Linked DNA regions of Gossypium hirsutum: region 2 is linked to region 1. The links are chromatin contacts, called in public Hi-C maps. All regions are on one chromosome and are shown on one strand. Each heading gives the region's core, a stretch centred on a gene start, on an enhancer-like site or on the middle of the called end of the contact. The rest is flanking DNA. Distances are from core to core; before and after follow the strand shown.

Region 1 (5,349 bases), core at 715-3,214:
GTGTTACATGGGTGGATGTCTTTGATGGGACAAGGGTGTCTGTGATGAGATAGATCTTGTCATTAAATCTGGCTTGATGTTATAGAGAAGTTGAACACATGTCATATTTGGACCAAAGGCATCATGTTTCTCACGAAAGCCTGAAGGTTTGGGCAACAGATAATTTGTGTTTGTCCAAATGGTTGTGTCGAGATGAAGGCTTGTGCGTGACCTTCCAGTTTGAGGTGGCATTTCAGCTTGTCATGTGTCCTTATACGGATGGGGATATAATAATTTTTAATCGATTTGGTTTGAATTATTGACATAGAAATATAACACAATAATTACATTAAATTAATTTTTAATAGATTAATAAAGAATTAAGGAAATCTTAGTACCAAGATTAGTAATAAACTCTATCAAGATAAATTGGGTGAAGATAATAATAATTAGTTAATTCATTGGATAAAATTGTAATACTAGTGTTTTATTATTGATTAATTTTTTAAATTTTATTTACTAATTTAAATTTCAAAAAACAATTGTTATTGATTTATTTGAATAAATTATAGAGTAATAGTTGGTGATTAGTGTTATAATTAATAATAGCTTCCTAGGGGAACAATCTTTTTATATTACTTGTTACTATACTTAAACTTACATGTGTGATTGTCACACGCGAAATCTTTGAATTGTAAATTAGAGTATTTTGACAAAATGGGATTGGAATGGAACTTGGTAAACACGTTTATTACGCATGTTTTTGGTATGGCTATAATTTTAGCCCTTCCTTGCGAATAACCTCGCATGTAGGGAGCCGTCTATGTTGCTTTACAAGCTTGCCAGTTTGTGAGCTCGCTAATTAGAGAGTTCGTCAATCTGCAAGCTCGTTAGTTTCTGAGCTCGTCAGTTTACCTTAACACCTCGCGATGTGTGTTACAAATTTCAAGGCACGTGTTAAGTTTAAGGAAGGGAAATGTTTTACCGTGCTTGGCTCGTAGAAGCCGTCGATTATAACAATGGTTAGTGTATATGAACTCTGTTTGGTTAAAGAATATTTTAGTCTAAATTTTACTTCATTAAATACCTAAAAATTAATATCACAACTCAATACCGGGAAGCTTGGCTTTAAAAAAGCATTAACATTGCAGGAAGTTCGGGAAAGCAGCGCGTGGCTATCATACTAGTAAACAGCGCGTAGGTAGGTAAAAAAAATTGTCCACCAGCTGCAGTTGGATAACGAGGGAAAGAGCAGTGGATGGCAATGGGCAGGCGACGAGGTGAGTCTCTGCCCTTGCCCTCTAGCCAGAGTAAAAGAAGCTCTCCTCACTGAAGAAAAGCCACCCAACAATCTTCATTTCAAGGCCCACTCCACCAAGTTATATGTATGTTCATCCTTCTTATTCTCTTCAGTTTCTCTTAGAAAATATTTGCTGAACTTAGACTCATCTCTTTCTGTTTTCCTTTTCACTACTCAACAGGAATTGAATTAATCTTTCTGTCATACTTTTTTTCTTTGTTTTTGTAATCCATGGCAACTTTAATCAACTCTATATCTTTTTTGACAAACCCGTCACCTGAAACGACAAGGAGACCATCTGGTTTCTTTTACCAAATCGCGAACCTTCATTATTTTTCACTCAGCAAGGGCTTTTCCAAGGTTTTAGCCACTACCCAGATCACAATTTCTCCTAAAGATTCTGTTTTTACTTTACCCAACTGGAAGACTGGGAAGAGTGACAGTAAAAGTAGGGAACTTAGGCTTAGCGATGCATATTTTCACATGGAATATATGGTGGGGAAGGGACAGAAGCCTGATGTAGTTCAAGCTACTCAGCTGTTGTATGATTTGTGCAAGGTTAATAAGATGAAAAAGTCTATTAGAGTGATGGAGATGATGGTTGATTCTGGTATCATACCTGATGCAGCTTCGTATACATTCTTGGTGAATCATTAGTGCAAGCGAGGAAATGTTGGGCATGCAATGCAGTTAGTGGAAAAAATGGAGGCTCATGGTTATCCAACTAATACTGTTACTTATAACTCTTTAGTTAGAGGTCTTTGTATGCATGGAAACTTGAAGCAAAGCTTGCAGCTTTTGGATAGGTTAATACAAAAAGGACTAGTTCCCAATGAATTCACTTATTCTTTCTTGCTTGAAGCTGCTTATAAGGAAAAAGGTGTAAATGAAGCAACGAAGCTTTTGGATGAGATCATTGCCAAAGGTGGGAAGCCTAATTTGGTTAGTTACAATGTTTTGTTGACTGGGTTGTGCAAGGAAGGGAGGACTGATGAAGCTATTAGGTTCTTCAGAGATTTGCCTGCTAAAGGATTTAATCCAAATGTTGTGAGCTATAACATTGTGTTAAGGAATTTGTGTTACGAGGGACGGTGGAAAGAAGCAAATGAGCTTTTGGCGGAGATGGATGGTGACGACCGTTCTCCTTCTGTAGTTACTTACAATATTTTGATTGGTTCTCTTGCCCTCCATGGCAGGACTTACCATGCTATGGATGTTTTAGATGAAATGATTAGAGGACGTTTTAAAGTCAGTGCTACAAGTTATAACCCAATAATCGCTCAACTTTGCCAAGAGGAGAAGGTGGATCTTGTGGTTAAGTGTCTAGACCAGATGATCTATAGACGCTGTAAACCTAATGAAGGAACATATAATGCTATTGCTGTGCTGTGTGAGCAGGGAATGGTGCAAGAGGCATTCTCCATATTTCAAAGCCTTGCGAGCAAACAAAGTTCCTCTCCTAATGATTTCTACAAGAGTGTAATTTCTAGTTTATGCAGAAAAGGGAACACATATCCAGCATTTCAGCTTTTATATGAAATGACCAAGTCTGGCTTCACTCCGGACTCGTACACTTATTCCTCACTAATCAGAGGATTGTGCTTGGAGGGAATGCTGCAAGCAGCAATGCAGATTTTCATAGTAATGGAAGAAAGTAACTTTAAGCCTGATGTTGACAATTTCAATGCCCTTATATTGGGATTCTGCAAATCCCACAGAACTGATCTCTCCTTGAAGGTTTTCGAGATGTTGATAGAGAAAGGCTATATGCCTAACGAGACAACGTATACCATACTTGTGGAAGGGATTGCTCATGAAGGACAAATGGAGCTGGCAGCACAAGTATTGAAGGAGCTGCATATGAGAGAAGTTGTTAGTCAACATGTAGAAAGGCTTATAATGCAGTACAACCTTTCTGCCATTGATAACTTTTGATTTTCGGAGTGCAAAACACGTAGGAAAATGGAAGAAATCGAAAGATTATCGATCTGTGATTTTGATTCTGATCTGACTGATAAATATAAATTTTGTTATGAAGAAATGGCTTTGAGATCATTTGGCAGTGGTCCAATTATTTGGAAGGTGGAATGAAGATGAATCTAGTTCAAGCACAAGGACTCAAATTTGTGGCACTTTTATTTGAATAAGCTGGTTATTGTTTTTGTTGTAAATCCTTTATTACATGTAGAACACTTTTAATTATGTATTAATGGCTGATATTACATTATTTATTATCCCCCTCTTCAACAAGCATCGAACAAAGGACTCATTTTGAAAACTTTTTTTTTTTACTCATCATACTATGTTTTTTAAGGGTTTTTTTTTTTACTCAATTTGAATATCAATGTTTTCAAGTACGTTTTATCCTCGATAAAACCCGCAAGGATGGTATCTCCTGGTCTTTTACTCCATACCAAATAATTATGTTGGATTTGGAAGGATGTAATGATAACCCAGATCGAATCGAGAACTGCTGACATACCTGATCTGATGACTATGCCATTTCAACTAATAATCTAACCAGTCGAAGGCCATTTCAACAATCTCATAAATGCTAGAGGATATAAGGAAACAATCTATCTCGCATATTATAGACCATATAAGAAGAACAAAAGTTTCAATTTCAAACATTTAGGATGTTAAGATAACTGCTTACACAGATCAAACCACAAATCCCCAACATAATATCTAATAGTACTAGACAAACATCTCAAACAGTCTTAAAACTTTAACCGAGATATAGAAGACAAAACAGATAAGGTTGCCTGAAAATACCCTTCAATCTTCACAACTTCATGCAACATATGCAGGATAATTATGAAGACAAGGGATTGTCAGGGCAAAACTAATTCAGTCCAAGGCGCATCTACTTGGATCTCTGTCTCATCTTTCGGCGCTTCCTCTTCAGCCTCCTCATACGCTTCTTCTTCCACTGAAAAGCATAAGATAGTTGAGCATTTAGTTTCAAATCACTCCCTCACAAAATAATTCCAAACTGTTACCATGTCCATTTTGTTCAAATAGCCAAGAAATTAATTAGGGAAAGCTAGAACAAGAATGTATATCAACCAGATAAAACTTTTTGTTCAAGGGAATTGAACAAAGTTATATTTGAATCACCAGAAGAGTCAAAATAATGCTCAAGGGAAGAATTTGTTCAAGATTTTTAGCTTGAATAGCATATCATATTACATTCATTTCCCCACCCCAAACTAGCACCAAAGCTAACAAATTAATTTTCCTCAATAGCATTTCATCTCAGTCACTTTGCAAGTTAACATCTAAAGGAAAGAGGAAAAAAGGCTAAAAAGCTAACCGAAATATAAGCACTTTCCAAATTGATAACCCATATAGTTGCATGTTAACACATAATTCACTTACGCTTAAGGCTTCTCTCACCAGCTTTACTCATTTTTCAGTCTCAACACAATAATCTCTCAAATTCACCCAGTTCCCTTTATTTTCTTTATTTACTTTACCACATTGATTACGATCGGTTAACTAAAAGGAAACATAGCTAAAAGTGCAAAAGCAATTAAAACTAAAGAATTTGGATTAATCAGATTGTAATCAAATTTATCCTAGGCTCTATCATTCATTACAACCAATATCACAAATATTCCTGCCCTTCAATGCCCGCTTTTTCGTTTTCGAAAACAGATCATACATCATAAAACCCCTAAGTTCTACGAAATAATAAGTAAAAACAAATTAATTTCTAAACGCAAAAGGGATTTATATATTTGAAGAAGAAAATAAGAAAGAAGAATAAAAAAAAAATCATGAAAATGAGAAATTAGAGGAAAGTACCTTGGCTCTCATCTCGGTTAGCGCTTTGTACTCGAATTTACGATGACCTCTTTAGAATGGTGACGTTTCGATTGAGAATTTCGAAGAGGAGAGCTTCTATTGATATTTAAAGGACTACGCTTTCAAACCCTAGTTCGTTCGTGTGAACTATTTGTGTTCACGTGCGAGGGTTTTTTTTCTTTCACAAACTAGATTTAATAAAATTTAATATTTTGAAATATTTATTTTTTTATATATGCTCAATAATTCAAAATAAAAAC
Region 2 (5,349 bases), core at 1,261-3,760, 190 kb before region 1:
AATAGGCATAAAAGTTTCATATGTAAGGCTCGCACTCAATGTTTTCTTTTGTATGCAGAAATTGCTTTGGCATTAAGAGCAAACAATTGATCATATACCTACTAGCAGATGCCCTGCTTCATGAACTAGAACCCGACGCCTATATGGAGGCCAATAACTAGAGATTTGAGCTAAACAGGTACCACCAAGGAAGAGAGAGTCTGTGAAGGCTAGCCCTAGTAAGATTGCAAGTTGAGGCCTGATATCAATTCCTTGTTGAAGTAGATAGGACACCCCACCAAGAAAACCAGCCAATACAACACTTGAGCTTCCAGAAAGACCCCACTTCTTTGGAGAAAATTTAGAAGCTGATATAAGAAAAAAAAAAAAAAAGTCCTCAGTTGAGATCATATATGACAAATTAGACCACTTCAGGAAATTAAAATAAATATACCTTCTAGGCCAGTAGAAGACTTCAACACAGAAGGTGTAACATCCCTAGAGCCATCCAAAACTGCAGAATGCAGGGAATTATTCGTGGACCATCTTAGTTATTTGGGAATAAAATTTTAGGTATTATAGATAAATGTATTGGAAGGGAAATGTCCTCATGTGGCTATCATTAGCCCTAGCAATATGATAATGCAGTTGGGATAAAATTGCTCAGATATCATCAGTAAGGACATTCCATTGAAGCATAATTGTACAGGGCAATGAGAACTGATGTATCATTTCCAAACCAAGAAACATAAGACAAAATTAAATATACATTAACATCTCATACATAACAATAACCACATCATTAAGATTGCATTTTGATAGTCAAGCATGAAAATAATTGCTAATTGAAAAGAACAACAGACTCGCAGTAAGATAAGCAAAAAAGTCATGAAATACTAATCTAACAGATCACCAGTGCCAATTAATGACATTCATAAAGCATAGCAGCATTAGAATCCTGGTATAAAGCATTGCTCTTTAGAAACAAGGAACCAAACAATGACTTGAAAACCAAGCCAACAAATACAAGACAGTCGAACTTGCTTTTCACTTTTAATTATATAAAAAACATCTATTTGACATAATATTCATTCATAAATAATATACCATACATCAATATGAAGAAGATGCAACACCAAATTATGCATATTCTCAAAAGGAGAAAATAAAAACTACCAAGAGCTCAAAGAGACATCAAACTATCTCCAACAAAAAGGATAGAAATTGGTTCTATGTTGCTGGTGAATCTTATAGCCCAAAGAGACACCAAACTTTTCAGGTAAAGTAAGCTAATGCCAATGGCTAAACTAACTGCACCACATTGTGCTTTATCTAGAAGAAATTATCTTAGCAACTCTCAGGCAATGATGTCAAAATCTACTTCAAATTATTTTATGATTACATGTATATTACTTGAACCAAGATATAATGGGCACTTTCAGGTGCAAGTTTGGATAGTATTTTGTGAATCTGAGTTTTCTTTATAAAAAACTGGTAACCCTTGAATCCTTTTGTGACTCTTGCACATATCCTTCTTTTTCTATTTTTGAATTAATGGTCCTTATATTGCCATATATTCATCACCGAGCTCACTTTCCTCTGATTTTATGAACATCTTTTGACCTACTCTCCAAAATGTTTTTTGCTTCTCTGAAAAAATGCATCTTTTGGTCGTTTAGTTACAAATTAAGTAACAAGCCTTAATTAATTCGAATATTTTCTCTTTTCATCTTGGGCCAAAACTAACACTAAAATCCTGAAAAGTATAAAATCATGTTCTTTTTTCCTATCACAAATATTCTAGCATGCAATTATGTTATCAACTGCATGAAAAATACATAAAAGAACTAAAAAGGAAAAAAAATTAGCACCAAGCATTCATAATTCAGCAAAATTCAGAAATCAAAATATCAAATCAGCATTCAAAAATTTCTAAAAATTCCAACATCGTTATCATCATCATCATAATTTTGAATGAATAGAGAAAGTAAATAATTTACCGATGCTACTGAATCTTCCGAAATTGGGTAAAAAACCTTTGGCCTTAAGGAACTCATAAGCCATGCCAACAAGTCTCATGTCATCAGCATTAAGGCAGGTATCCAAGACCTCCCAATCCCTCACAGACCCACCAAAAAAACCCAGATCGCCAATTCGTGACCGAGCTGACTGGGTGGATAAGGAACCATTTTCCTCAACAGAGTCGTCGCTATTGTCTTTTTCAATGGATATAAGGAAACTTAGAGCAGTAGCTAAGTCCTTCTTCTTCACTGCTTCCTCGTATTCTTGCCATTCCCTCAGAGCTCTTGGTGGGTGGTAATGGATGCTTTTTGGTGGTGGTGTTTGGAAGGAAATTGGATGACACTGAGAGAGAGGAAGCGAATGGGAAGTGACGAAGTGTGGGAAATTTTGGGTAAATGATAAAGAAGAAGGAGAAACAGAGAGAGCCATATGAATTAAAAATAAAATAAAATAAAAAATTGTTTTAAGAACAGTCGATGGACAAAAAATGGTAAATAAAAACAAAAGGAAGGCTCATTGTCAAATCCAAAATTACCATTATTATGTAATAGCAAAATAATGTTTTGGGATATTTATTATGTTTTCCCTGACATTTTCTTTTTGCCACTTGTTGAGATATTTGTTAGTAAAAGAAAAAGCAAGAATAAATGGAATGAATTTACAACTTTAAGATATACACTCACCTTTGGTTAATTATTACTATTTTTATTAAATTATAGAGTAAATATTTGAACATTATATTTTAAGTTTTTATATTTTTTATATATTTAAAATTTAGTATTGAGACTTTTACTTTTAAATATTTAGCCCTTTTAGTTTTCAAATTTAAAAATTTATATTCAATTGTTAAACATTATTAGATTCTACTGTAAAATTTGCAATTGTAATATTCTGAAATTAAAAAAGTACTCATTTAGCAACAATATAATAATAATAAAAATAGCATTGTGTTGGATTTGAATTTAACAAATAATTTTAATAGCATTAATAAATCTTAAACGTTACATAAACATTTTAACCAAAATAAAGTATTTGAGCTAACCAATGACATTTTGTTTTTTAAATATATTTTCTTGTCTTTTGTTAGAATGTATATATGGCAATAGGGTTAGTTGAAGAAGAGTGAGGGTGCTATTGGCTATAGCACTCAAGCTTTCCTCTTGTTGAGTGAGTGGTGGCTATAGCCCCCCGACTATTTCCTAAAGTGTAGGTTGCGGTGGCTATAGCCCCCCGAGCATTCTCCTATAGTTATTAGTTAATTACAGTACTCATAGCATTATGGTTTGTACAGTATTTGAATTTCCTATACCATTATGGGTGGTGAAGCAGAGCGAGAGGCGGCCCTCACCCCAAGGGGTTTACAATTATACCCATTGAGTTTCCTCTATTAAACCCATGACCTTAGCAACAGTATACTACCAATTCCCTTACCTTAAAGGAGCTATATAACAGTGCGAATGAATCTATCAAATGAATTACTCGCTAAGGACAAAAAAGCCCCTTAAGTGGCATCATATGATTCTACTTAAGGGAATCCCATATTGATTGGTTTAAAAAGGGAAATAGCACATTTTTTTAGTCAATTGAAAAGGATTTGTGAGCAAAGGCATGAAGAAGCCTAGCCTCAAGTAATACGTGAAGCTCAGACGACTAAGAAAAGAATGTTACCCCTATATACCTACCTCGAGGAGGCTTATCGATTTAACACTAGGAACAACATGGGTTGTAACAACAATTAAAGAAAGTATTGTACAAACCATAATGGTATAGAGTATTATAATTAACCAATAATTGCAAGAGAACGTTCGAGGGGCTATAGCCACTACGACCTACACTTTAGGAAATGATCGAGGGGCTATAGCCACCACTCACTCAACAAGAAGAACGCTCGGGTGCTATAGCCAATAGAGCCCTCACTCTTCTTCGACTAAGCTTGTTACCATATATACATTCTAACAAAAGACAAGAAAAGATATTTAGAAAACAACTCCCCCTCCCCCGCCTTCCGTAAGGGGTGATAAAAAATTAATGTACCAAATCATGTCAAAAAATTGAAGTATAAGAATTGAATCTTAAACTTGAGGGTAACACAAGGATCAAACTTAAAAATTGACCATTATTATATAATATAAAATTTGAGTGTAGCAAAAGGACTAAAATTAAAATTGTATCATTTCCCTATAAAATGCAAAAAGAAAAAAATAAGAGAATATTCTATATGTCAGCATAGGGAAGGTTTAATATTCCTTTTATATATAGGTACTAGTATGATTCCTATGCTTCACGTTGAGTTGGTTATTTGTTTGTACCAAATTGTAGAGTACAAATTTGAAGGCTAAAATATATTCTAATCCTACTTTTATTTTTAAAAATTTAGATCCTATATTTTTTAGGTTTAAAAATATAGGTTCAATTGTTACCACTATTAAAATTCTTCTATTTAATTTATTGGTGTAACATTTTGAAATATAAAAAAAAACACTTGCTAATCATGTAAAAATAAAAATAAGATTGAAAATGTTTATATCGATATTTTCTTAAAAAATTCATTCAAACTTGTCATAATAAAATAATAGACAATATTATAAAAGTAGAAGGATTAAATTATGTAAAAAAATAAGGTATCTAGATTAAATCCCAAGTTTCAACATAACACAAGGGCTAAAACTAAAGTTTGATCATTGTTTTATAAATAAATAAATAAATAAATAAAAAGCAAAGCAAACCTAAAAGAAATAAAGTCATATATTCATCTCTAAGACCCTCAAAGCTTTCAAATTATACAACCAAATAATGTTTTAATAAAAAAAATCAATGATATTAACTATTTGGACTAATTAATAACATTATAAAACTATAGGGATCAAATTACACTAGAAATTAAAATGTAGCACTTAAATGAAAAATTTAAGCATAATAAAGGGACCAAATTTAATTTTTAACCATTTTCCTAAAATTGCAAAATAAAGGGTAAGCACTAACGTAATGTAACGATCCAACTTCCATCGGTGTCGAAAAATGTGGCTTTAAGAACTCATTTCTATAAACCGAGTCCGGAAATATTAAATAGAGATATTTATGGAGTTAGTAGATCGTTAAACTAAAACTTAAGTGAGTAATTTAGCAAAATGTGTCTAATTAAGGCTCATGGGCTAAATTAGAAAAGTTTAATTGTTATAGATTTTTAACTAGAATAAGGCTTGAGGACTTAGATAATAATTATCCAAAGGTTTAAAATGGAAAATAAACCAAGTCTTAATGGATGGGAGTGGGATGTGATGTTAATTGTCATTAGTTTAAGTTAATTAAAGATTAATATTAATTAAGCTTAATTATGTTTTAATCGAC

What was found. A called contact is a pair of places that touch in the nucleus more often than the background predicts.
Region 2: a contact with region 1 is called in a Hi-C map of leaf, with 3 times the contacts expected there. The contact joins the promoter of LOC121227982 here to the promoter of LOC107948485 in region 1. A contact is called at or near these places in 6 of 34 Hi-C or Micro-C datasets (all in leaf).

Annotation. Positions count from the first base shown.
Region 1 is chrA04:14,804,172-14,809,520 of Gossypium_hirsutum_v2.1, reverse strand. It overlaps LOC107948485 (pentatricopeptide repeat-containing protein At1g79080, chloroplastic), which reads left to right and starts at 1,964. Exons shown (of 1, transcript XM_041110990.1): 1 at 1,964-3,513. The coding sequence starts at 1,964. The coding sequence ends at 3,214. It overlaps LOC121227981 (pentatricopeptide repeat-containing protein At1g79080, chloroplastic-like), which reads left to right and starts at 1,511. Exons shown (of 1, transcript XM_041110991.1): 1 at 1,511-1,936. The coding sequence starts at 1,511. The coding sequence ends at 1,936.
Region 2 is chrA04:14,998,568-15,003,916 of Gossypium_hirsutum_v2.1, reverse strand. It overlaps LOC121227982, which reads right to left and starts at 2,510. Exons shown (of 7, transcript XM_041110992.1): 1 at 1,980-2,510; 2 at 434-493; 3 at 99-347. The coding sequence starts at 2,430.